Linked DNA regions of Siniperca chuatsi: region 2 is linked to region 1. The links are chromatin contacts, called in public Hi-C maps. All regions are on one chromosome and are shown on one strand. The core of a region is the stretch at or near the end of the contact, and the rest is flanking DNA. Distances in the headings are between cores, read along the strand shown. Region 1 overlaps utrn (utrophin). Region 2 holds the start of utrn (utrophin).

Region 1 (4,346 bases), core at 873-3,372:
CAACCAAACAAGTTGCGACCAAGGCATTTTCATTTAAAACTACAGATAAAAATATAGTTGTTTGTACCCTACTAGCCTTCATACACATTAACATTGCAGTGTGACATTAAAATTATCCCATACACTTCACTGTCATTTTAAACAGAAATTGCATTTTGCACTCAAAATCAAAGATTTTACATCCAAAACACTGGTTTTTGTAATTTATTATTCATGTCACGTAACCTAACTTAAATTACTGCTTTGGATATAATAGAGAGGCAGGATGATTTTTATGTTATCATTTTCCCCATGTCTTCAATGAACCTCCTTCCCTTTTTGTCCTTCATCGCAAGATCCAGTCATCCGGCTGGTGCAGCAGTCTTTCTTTACAAAGTAGGTTGAGCTATTTTTTGTAAGTAACTATAGTTGAAGTATCTTTTTCAGGGGAGCTTTTTGTACTTTATCTTCTTCCAAGGTGTTCCAAGTACAGTGGTCAGCTGGAAAGGTAAACTTTTAAAAAGGGCTTCCCCAACACTGACCACTGCATGTTTAACTGTAGCACCTGCTGGATTTTTCTGGCTAAGCAGCCATGTGCTTTTTGCCACAGCAACGTCTCAAGACAAAGTTGCATGCAAAGAATGGGCAAAAACACACACACACACACACCTGGAAGGAGCAATCCTCCAGCTTCTGCACCAGGTTGTCCCATCTATGTGCCAGCTCCTCTGTGTCTGCCTCAATCTTGGCTCCCGCCTCGGGGCTCCGCAGTAGCGATATCACATCCTGTCCTGCATCAGACAGCTGGTCGAGAGTCCTCCTCTTCTTTTCCATGTCTTCTTTTAAAATCTAAAGGATTGAATGACAACAAAAAAAAAATCAAAGGCTACACTAAAGATGGAAGCCTCATTAGAAAAGTTCACAAATTAAAGTTAGTTAGATGTTAAAGTATCTGCTGTGACAGCATGCCAACTACAAAGACTTGGCAGACTACTTACTGCTAATCGGCGCACATTAGTATTCATTTCACTTGGGTCCTTAAAGTTGCTGGTCTGTACTTCACTCAAGGCCTCCTCTTTTTCTGCCAACCACTCTCTAAACAAACTCTACAGAAAAAAAGCATAAATTTAAATTACTTAGCAAACAATACAAACAGAGTCTTGATGTGAGCCTCGTTAACATGTGTAAAACGTTTTGAGTTCTGATTTCAGCAACCAGGTCAATACCTAAATTCAAAGTCAGACACATTTCCAACTCAAACAACAGTGTGTTCTGGGTTACATGAGAATTGCAGGATGAAGAACATAAAGTTTTGATGTAAAAGTTTCTGTTAAATTAAAAATAATGGATCTGAGAGACTGAAAGATTCACTGTGAACTGAAGGATTTAAGTTAACTTCACGGAGTGAAGGACTGAGCACTAAACAATGGCATTCACTTGCAAAACTGAGCTGTTTTGAAGATTTAAATGACACTGAGGTTTTTTGGTCATCTCAATATAGCTCAATGGATGAGGAATAGATGAGGAGAAAGTGTTCAAGTGGTCCATTATAATTGATTATTTAATTAGAAGAAGGGAAGGAAGACAGTGCACATGTATGGTCCTGTATGTGTAAGGGGGAGAGCATGCTAAATGTCCTACCTGGTCCGATAGAAGCTGTTGCCACACCATGAAGACTTCCTGCAGCTTGTGCCACCTCTCCTCAGTCCAGCGACACACAGCCGCCCAGCGCTCACCCAAAGACTTGAATGCAGGATAAAGACAAACATTAATACAAACATGGATGATCTCAGAAACAGAATGTAAAGCAGAGTTATTGCATGAACTGGCCACGGATATTAGCTAAACAAATTCACAAAGACTATCAGGCTGACAACTTACTTGTAGTTGGTCCTCCAAGGCAGCGGTGGCACTCTCACCGCTGTTCTCATCTACCACGACGACCATGTGTGTTAGAGAATTGACCTTCACCTGTTCCGCCTCCAGGTCATTCTGAAGCTCCTGAATGGAAACGCAAATAGTGAATTCAGCACGATCACATATTACCCATTAACAGAGCTGGCAGAGGAACTGCTCAGCTTTATGGTGACACCATGGAGAGGAAAGTGCATGAAAAGACAGGATCAAACATGTAACAGAGCGATCACAAGACTTGATGATCAAGATTTTTTTAATATTGTACTTGATCCTGTCCACGGTAAATCAATTACCCGCTCTTCATTGACTAGATTCATTGCGAGATAAAACATTTGAATTTACTTTGTGCTGCTCTATCTGTTCTTTGTAGATCTCCACGTCTTTAGCTGCAGTTTCTGTCTCTATCTTTCTGATTCGCTCCTCTGTCTGCGTCAGCCAATCAGAAAGTTGCTGTAGCTGCTGCTGCTGAAGCTCCATCAGGACTTCATGGAGCCTAGAGAGAGAGAGAGACAGTGAGGTGAGCGTATAGAGGTAGAAAGGACATGAAAGCTATCAGTTTAATAAACCTTAAGGTGAAACTGCCTGTTCAGCTGGTTATTTAACTGCCTCACAGTAGCACAAACACTAGAATGAGCGACTCTCTATTCAGACTCCACGGACAATGAGTCATGGCACATGCAAGCACATATACTTTAAAATCAGGGTCAACAAATGCTCTGGCAGACATCATGAATACGATTTATGAACAACTGTGTTGATATATATATGTGTGTGTGTGTTTGTGTATGTGTGTATGTGTCTAAAGCATCATAAACCTTGATAACACAGATTGAGCATCAGACTTGTTAGGCCTTGGAGGGCTCAAGGCATATCAGGTGTCACCTTCACACAGCTTGTAGCCTTGTGCATTCTTCACAGGAAAAACTCATAAAGATCTGAGGTCAACAGTGACACTGAGAGAAAAATGACCTCCACTGGACAATTTGTGGCTCATGATGTGATGGCACTGCACACTACACTGTTACTAGTTTTAAGCCTTATTTGTCTTTTTAAAAAATTATCATTCCACTAGTTTCCGACATATAAACTAAAATCATCTGATATTTGCCATTCGCAAATAAACAACAGCAAAAGATACTGCAATACCTCTACAGAACTAAACCAGGTGTATATGTATGTGTATCTACCTGGCCTGGCGGTCCATGCTGGCCACTCGGAGGCTCTCCCAGCGGGAGTTGAGGAGGCTCATCTGCTCCCGGATTTCATCTTCTTCCTCCTCTGTCAGGTTGCCCTGGGCAATCAGTTGGTTACCCGCTTGGAGAACATTACCCACACTGCTCTGGTGCGCTGTCAGCTCCATCATAAAGGCCTTTTGGGGGAGGACGGGTAAACACTTATGATAAAAAATGTACTGCAAATCTCTGACTCTGAAACAGTTTCAATTTGAAATGTTGGTCTTCCAGACAAGCTGTAGGCTAGAAACAAAACAGCCCTGGAACAAATTACAGAATAATAAACTTAAAGAAAGATAGCCACTATCTCCATACAAATTATGTTCAATAAAGGAGACAGTGTATAGACACAAACCCTTAAATTATCCAGATTAAGTCTAAAATGGCAGCCTAACATTGTTTATATAATCTGAGGCTCCATGCTGGCCCTTGGCACTCTCATACTAACATCTGGATATGTTTCGATCCCTACCCTTAAACTTCATTTGGTACAACACTTAATAATGCCCTGCAGATGCATTGGGCATCACCTCTGCACTCTTGTATTCACGAGTGTTGCTGTAGCAACAGTCAGACTGAAACTTCACAAACTGAAGACCAGACTGTCAAGTAGCCAACTGAGGCCAATTGCAAAACAGAAGAGGAAGGAGAAAATGCTTCAAGGAGAAATACAAGAGCAGCTTTGAAGGAGTTTGGTTGCTTCTTAACTCTTTAGAAGAGCTGGGGGGTTTTTTGCTGGTTCTTGTTATGATCACTATGAAGACCAATGAATTGAGTTATTGTCTGTTTTCCGTGAGCTCTCTGGATGAGTAAGCATTTTTGTCTGCACCTCTGAGCACATTGTTTTTGATGAGGCTTTGCTGGAGAAGCTGGAGTAAGTATGTGAACAACAAGGCCGAAACAAACTGGATTGATTTTTTAGACCTCCTGAAAAGCCTGGCTGTTAAAGAGGCTTTGGTCCTTGTTGCTTTCAGTCTCACTACCAGCTTTCTGCTTTGACCTGGATTCTAGACATTAGACTTCACAGATATTCAGATTTCAGCCAAGAGAATCCTGCCAAAGCCCCTTTGCACACATGCACAGACACAAACCCCAAACTATACCTCCTCAAGCAAGCAAGTAAGCTCTGGGCCAAGGCACCATTGGGTGCTGTGCACCACTGTTCTCAGCAGAATTCCTGGCATTCCCAACATGTACGGAGCATGTATTGTTGGCTGT
Region 2 (4,207 bases), core at 917-3,416, 35 kb after region 1:
GTCGTATAGCACGCAGGAGAACCTGGCACTTCATGAGGAACACCGTAGAGCATTAAAACACTAACAGCTGTTTGAGACTTCACCTCAATGTCCGCTCAACAATGTTGGGGAAGCAACAAACTGGTTTCACACCATGGCCTTAGGCTGACAATATGGGTGTTGATTTATGTGTAATATAACTCCCGTAATAGTAATTGGTGCTGAAATAATGGACAATCATGTTGTAGACTTTTGTAATGCTCAGGAACAAAGTAGCCAATAATCTCAGAGTTTGCAACACCCACAAAGCCACCACAGACATGTGTTTTTGTGCACATATTTTGCTGTAGTTGGTCCCCACTAACCATCACACACGGTCAAATCTAATGCTTTCTTCTAATGTTCAGTTCTGTTGAATGTCATGCTGAATTACAAAGCTTTTTCACTGTTTATGGAGTGAGACTTCGATAAATACACATTATAATTATGTTGAGTTGGTTTTCATTTAGTTGCTTGCTGCTGGCAAACAAGTTAATCTGAGACCCTGACAACGATTTCAGAGGTATCTGACAGAGCACGACTGCATGCAGTGGGTAAGGTTTATCATCATACAACCAAGTGATGCTTTTCATAGGATCAGTAGTTTTTCAGCAGCTAACTCTAGACTATGAGTCCCTGTAAGTGATGAGAGTCTCCTCTAGGGGGGTTAATGAAATGTTATATTACACTGAACTTTTAATGTCTTGTCATGTGCTAATATTTGCAAATGGCACTGTGTTTTGCATTTGTAGTTTTTCAGTTTCACAAAGGATGCTGTGATGTGTGCTCAACTTTGAGTAGCTCCAAAAATGTAACACCATCTGTCACAATCTCCAAAATGTTCAACTTGACCTAGTGAATAGGTCAGTTGGTGCTTCATCTTTGCAGGTTATTTATCTGTGCCTTGTTGTAGCTTTCAAGACCAGCTTTTTAGTTTAGGGTTAATGTTTGTGGTCTGTTTTAATTCAGGGCATCCCTTCATTAAACACTCATCCATGTTCACTCCCAAAATAGCTTGCTTTTACCATGAAAGGAGTTTATGTGCAGTTTTATAGAGCAGTGCTTGGTGAGTTGCAGTTCTTGAGGGATGATGCAAGACCCAAAAATAACAACTGTAAACACAAGAAAAAGACAGCCCTATCTATCTTGCTTATGTCTTTACAATTTCGGTTCCTCTCACTGTGAGAGGAGTAGTTTTGACAACAGAAGGGATACAATCAACTAGTTTAATCTGAACTCTAAATTTCAACAGGCATAAGTGTGGTCCAGGACTTTCTGGATGATTTGAACAAGAGCAGAGTGTCAATGCCCAATAAAATTTAAAGTACTCCTATATTGTTTTAATCTGACGAGATTACCGCCTTGCTGGTGAGAAAAAACACAATTATACTGCTACAAAAGACATAAAGAGACTTTTAAACTGTAAATATATGGTGGCCTTGAAGTAGTTAATGTTTTATCTCTTAGGTATGACTGCGGTGTTTAGAGCTTGCTGGCTTTTCATCAAACAATTTCAAAACGGATTGCAATGTACACCAACAGCGAGCTACATACAAGACTTCAGGTTAAGTAAAAACAGTGACTGTTTGGTGTCTTAATTATGTCTTATTTATTTCAACAGTTACTTTACACCCAACGTCTGACTTTGAATTTCACAGTTACCGTTGTTAACGTTACAGGTCCGAGGCATTTCATAGATCCAAATCACTCACCTCTGCTGTCACCAAGGAGTCAGGAGACGTGCTCCCTCAAAACAAGTCCAAAACGTGTAGAGTATGGATTATCAAATGCAGTCAAATGTATTGAAAAGTTGAGTAAAGTTTTTTAAAAAGTACATCAATCCAATTAATTTAAGGCATTTTCTACGAGGAACGAGGCACTCTTCTTAACTAACTAGCTAACTAAGGAAAACCCTCGTCAAGCGCATCCAGTCTCCACAATGTGCCAAAAAAAAGACCTTTAAGAGACGCCTTTTTGCAACGCAAAGCAAAGCACAACTACCGCAGTCTTGAAAACACACGGCAGGCTGTCTCTTGGAAACGGAGAGATGGTTATTACATTTCTTGGGTGAACGCCGCAATAGTGTGGACTCGGGTCCCACAACTTTGTTCCTGTTGCTTACTTGACTCTTTCTCTGTGCTGCTTTAACCGATGTTAAACTCAACAGAGTTAGCTAAACATAACGGAAATGCGAGAATAGATCCTTCAAAGTAAAAGGGTTTAAAGACGGCGCAATCATGGCAATCACTGGGAAATCATAACATACCAACTGCCAATTGCAGTAGCTCCCGTTGCCTTTACTGATAAAAGAGCAACTTTGGAATAATTTATCATCTTGGTAATGTAATGATTGGTTTACATTAGGGTTTCCAATTTAAGCAAGTACTCTGCCACACCACATATTACATTTATGAATTTTATGAATCACTTTTAATATATGAATAATGAGTGGAAGATCAGTAAAATTGACATTTGCTAATGATTCCCGCTTCAGTCATCATTTTGGGAAGCTACTCATAAATATCGCCTCCATCGAATTTATTTTGAAGGTTTTGACCGGAATCACAGTGTTCACTCTGGGTGACTTGACGGTGGTCTTGAGCTTTTCCCTCTGGCTGTAAAAGTTTTCCTGACGCGGAGATGGAAACATGGCGCGGTGGGCGTCACGTGACACCAACGGCACCGGTGACTCCCACCATAAAACACAAAGCTGTGCAAGAAACTTTAATTGTGGAAAAATAACTGGAATGTTTATTAGGCCAAGGGTCTTCGAAACTTTTCCACGTAAATGCACCATAAATTGACAATTTACACAAAGCCATTTCATCCTTTTATTTGTTTGATTGTAATAAATGTGTAATGCAACATTATTTTATTCAATAGTGTTGAAAACTGTTACAGTGGTGAAAATAAGTATTCACATCCTTTACTCAAGTAAAAGTAGAAATATCACAGTAAATAAAATAAAAGGTCTTCATAACGAGTAAAAGTCCTACATCAGAAATCTTACTTAAGTACACAGGTATTGTCAGTAAAATGTAGTTAAAGCATCAAACATGTACTATATCAGTATTTTTTTATATTTATTATTGGATTGTTACTAATGTATTAACATGTAAGCAGCATTCAAATGCTGTGGTAGGTCAAGGTAGAGTTCATTTGAACTACTTTATATACTGTTGGGTAGTTTATTCTATAACAATTCATGATTTTATTGACTGATCAAGTGTTTTTATTTAAATTATTATTCTGCAAAGTAACTAGTAAGTATTGTCAGATAAATGTAAACATAGTCTACAATATTTCCATATAAAATGTGGTGAACTAGAAGTATAAGGTGGCAAGAAATGGAAATACTGAAGTATAAGTACCTCAAAAGTGTATGGGACAGTTCTTGAGTAAATATACTTAGTTGCATTCCACTACTGACTATTTATCATTTTGTTGCCCCCCCCCCCTGCCCGTAACAAACTCCCGGAAATTGTTGGACAAATCTGGGGAACCTCAAGATAGGTTCAGTATATAATGTATTCTAGTTTAATCTAAAATCTAGTCAATTCACTTTTCTTTTAGTACTCTGAAAACCAGTCATGGATAATAAATAATTGCTATAAATCCCCTCTATTTCATTTCCATTATTTTAGAATTAATGTATCCAAAACATAAAAATTTCATTCAATAATAAACTTTATTTATATAGCACCCTGCATACTGCAAACAAAAACACAAAAGAGCAGACCATTTGACAGTTTAACTGTGAAAATACATTTAAAAAGGAGGTAAGTACAATGTAAAAAATAACAGCAACAATTTAAATTACCATGGTAATAATAATAACAGCAATAATCACAACCACAAACCCTTCCACCACCTCTTGTGTCAGGTTTTTCATTTTATTATTCTGAGTGATGTGTTGGCCTGAAAAGCAACAACTTTTCCAGTACCTGAGGCGACTGAATAATAGATTAAGCCCCATTGGAAAGAGTCTCTGAGGCTTTGGGGATGTAGAGATGTTGATCTTCCATTGTAAACCCTCATTCTTCTCCCTCCCTCTTCTCAGTTGTCAGGGCCCTTTTGTGGCTGCTTCCTCACACAGCTCAAAGAAGCAGCTCAATTTCACAAATTAGTGCTCGCTTAGGCCTCAATCACCTATCAAGTGACAGCATATTTATTTGGTAGTGAGTATAAA

The links. A called contact is a pair of places that touch in the nucleus more often than the background predicts.
Region 2: a Hi-C map of liver shows a contact between it and region 1, with 4 times the contacts expected there. The contact joins the promoter of utrn here to the enhancer-like site in region 1. A contact is called at or near these places in 3 of 3 Hi-C or Micro-C datasets (liver, skeletal muscle and an unstated tissue).

The regions. Positions count from the first base shown.
Region 1 is chrLG16:16,772,814-16,777,159 of ASM2008510v1, forward strand. utrn (utrophin) reads right to left here. Exons shown (of 79, transcript XM_044169405.1): 11 at 3,084-3,265; 12 at 2,239-2,389; 13 at 1,861-1,980; 14 at 1,621-1,722; 15 at 978-1,085; 16 at 649-828. Among protein-coding and RNA genes, the nearest start is that of utrn, 35 kb to the right of the region's middle. Within about 2 kb of position 2,123, the one cell type or tissue checked has an H3K27ac peak away from gene starts, as active enhancers do. A contact at or near this core is called in liver, where this site is marked.
Region 2 is chrLG16:16,807,461-16,811,667 of ASM2008510v1, forward strand. utrn (utrophin) reads right to left here and starts at 2,167. Exons shown (of 79, transcript XM_044169405.1): 1 at 1,731-2,167. It overlaps LOC122863183 (syntaxin-11-like), which reads right to left. Exons shown (of 3, transcript XM_044169406.1): 3 at 3,688-4,207.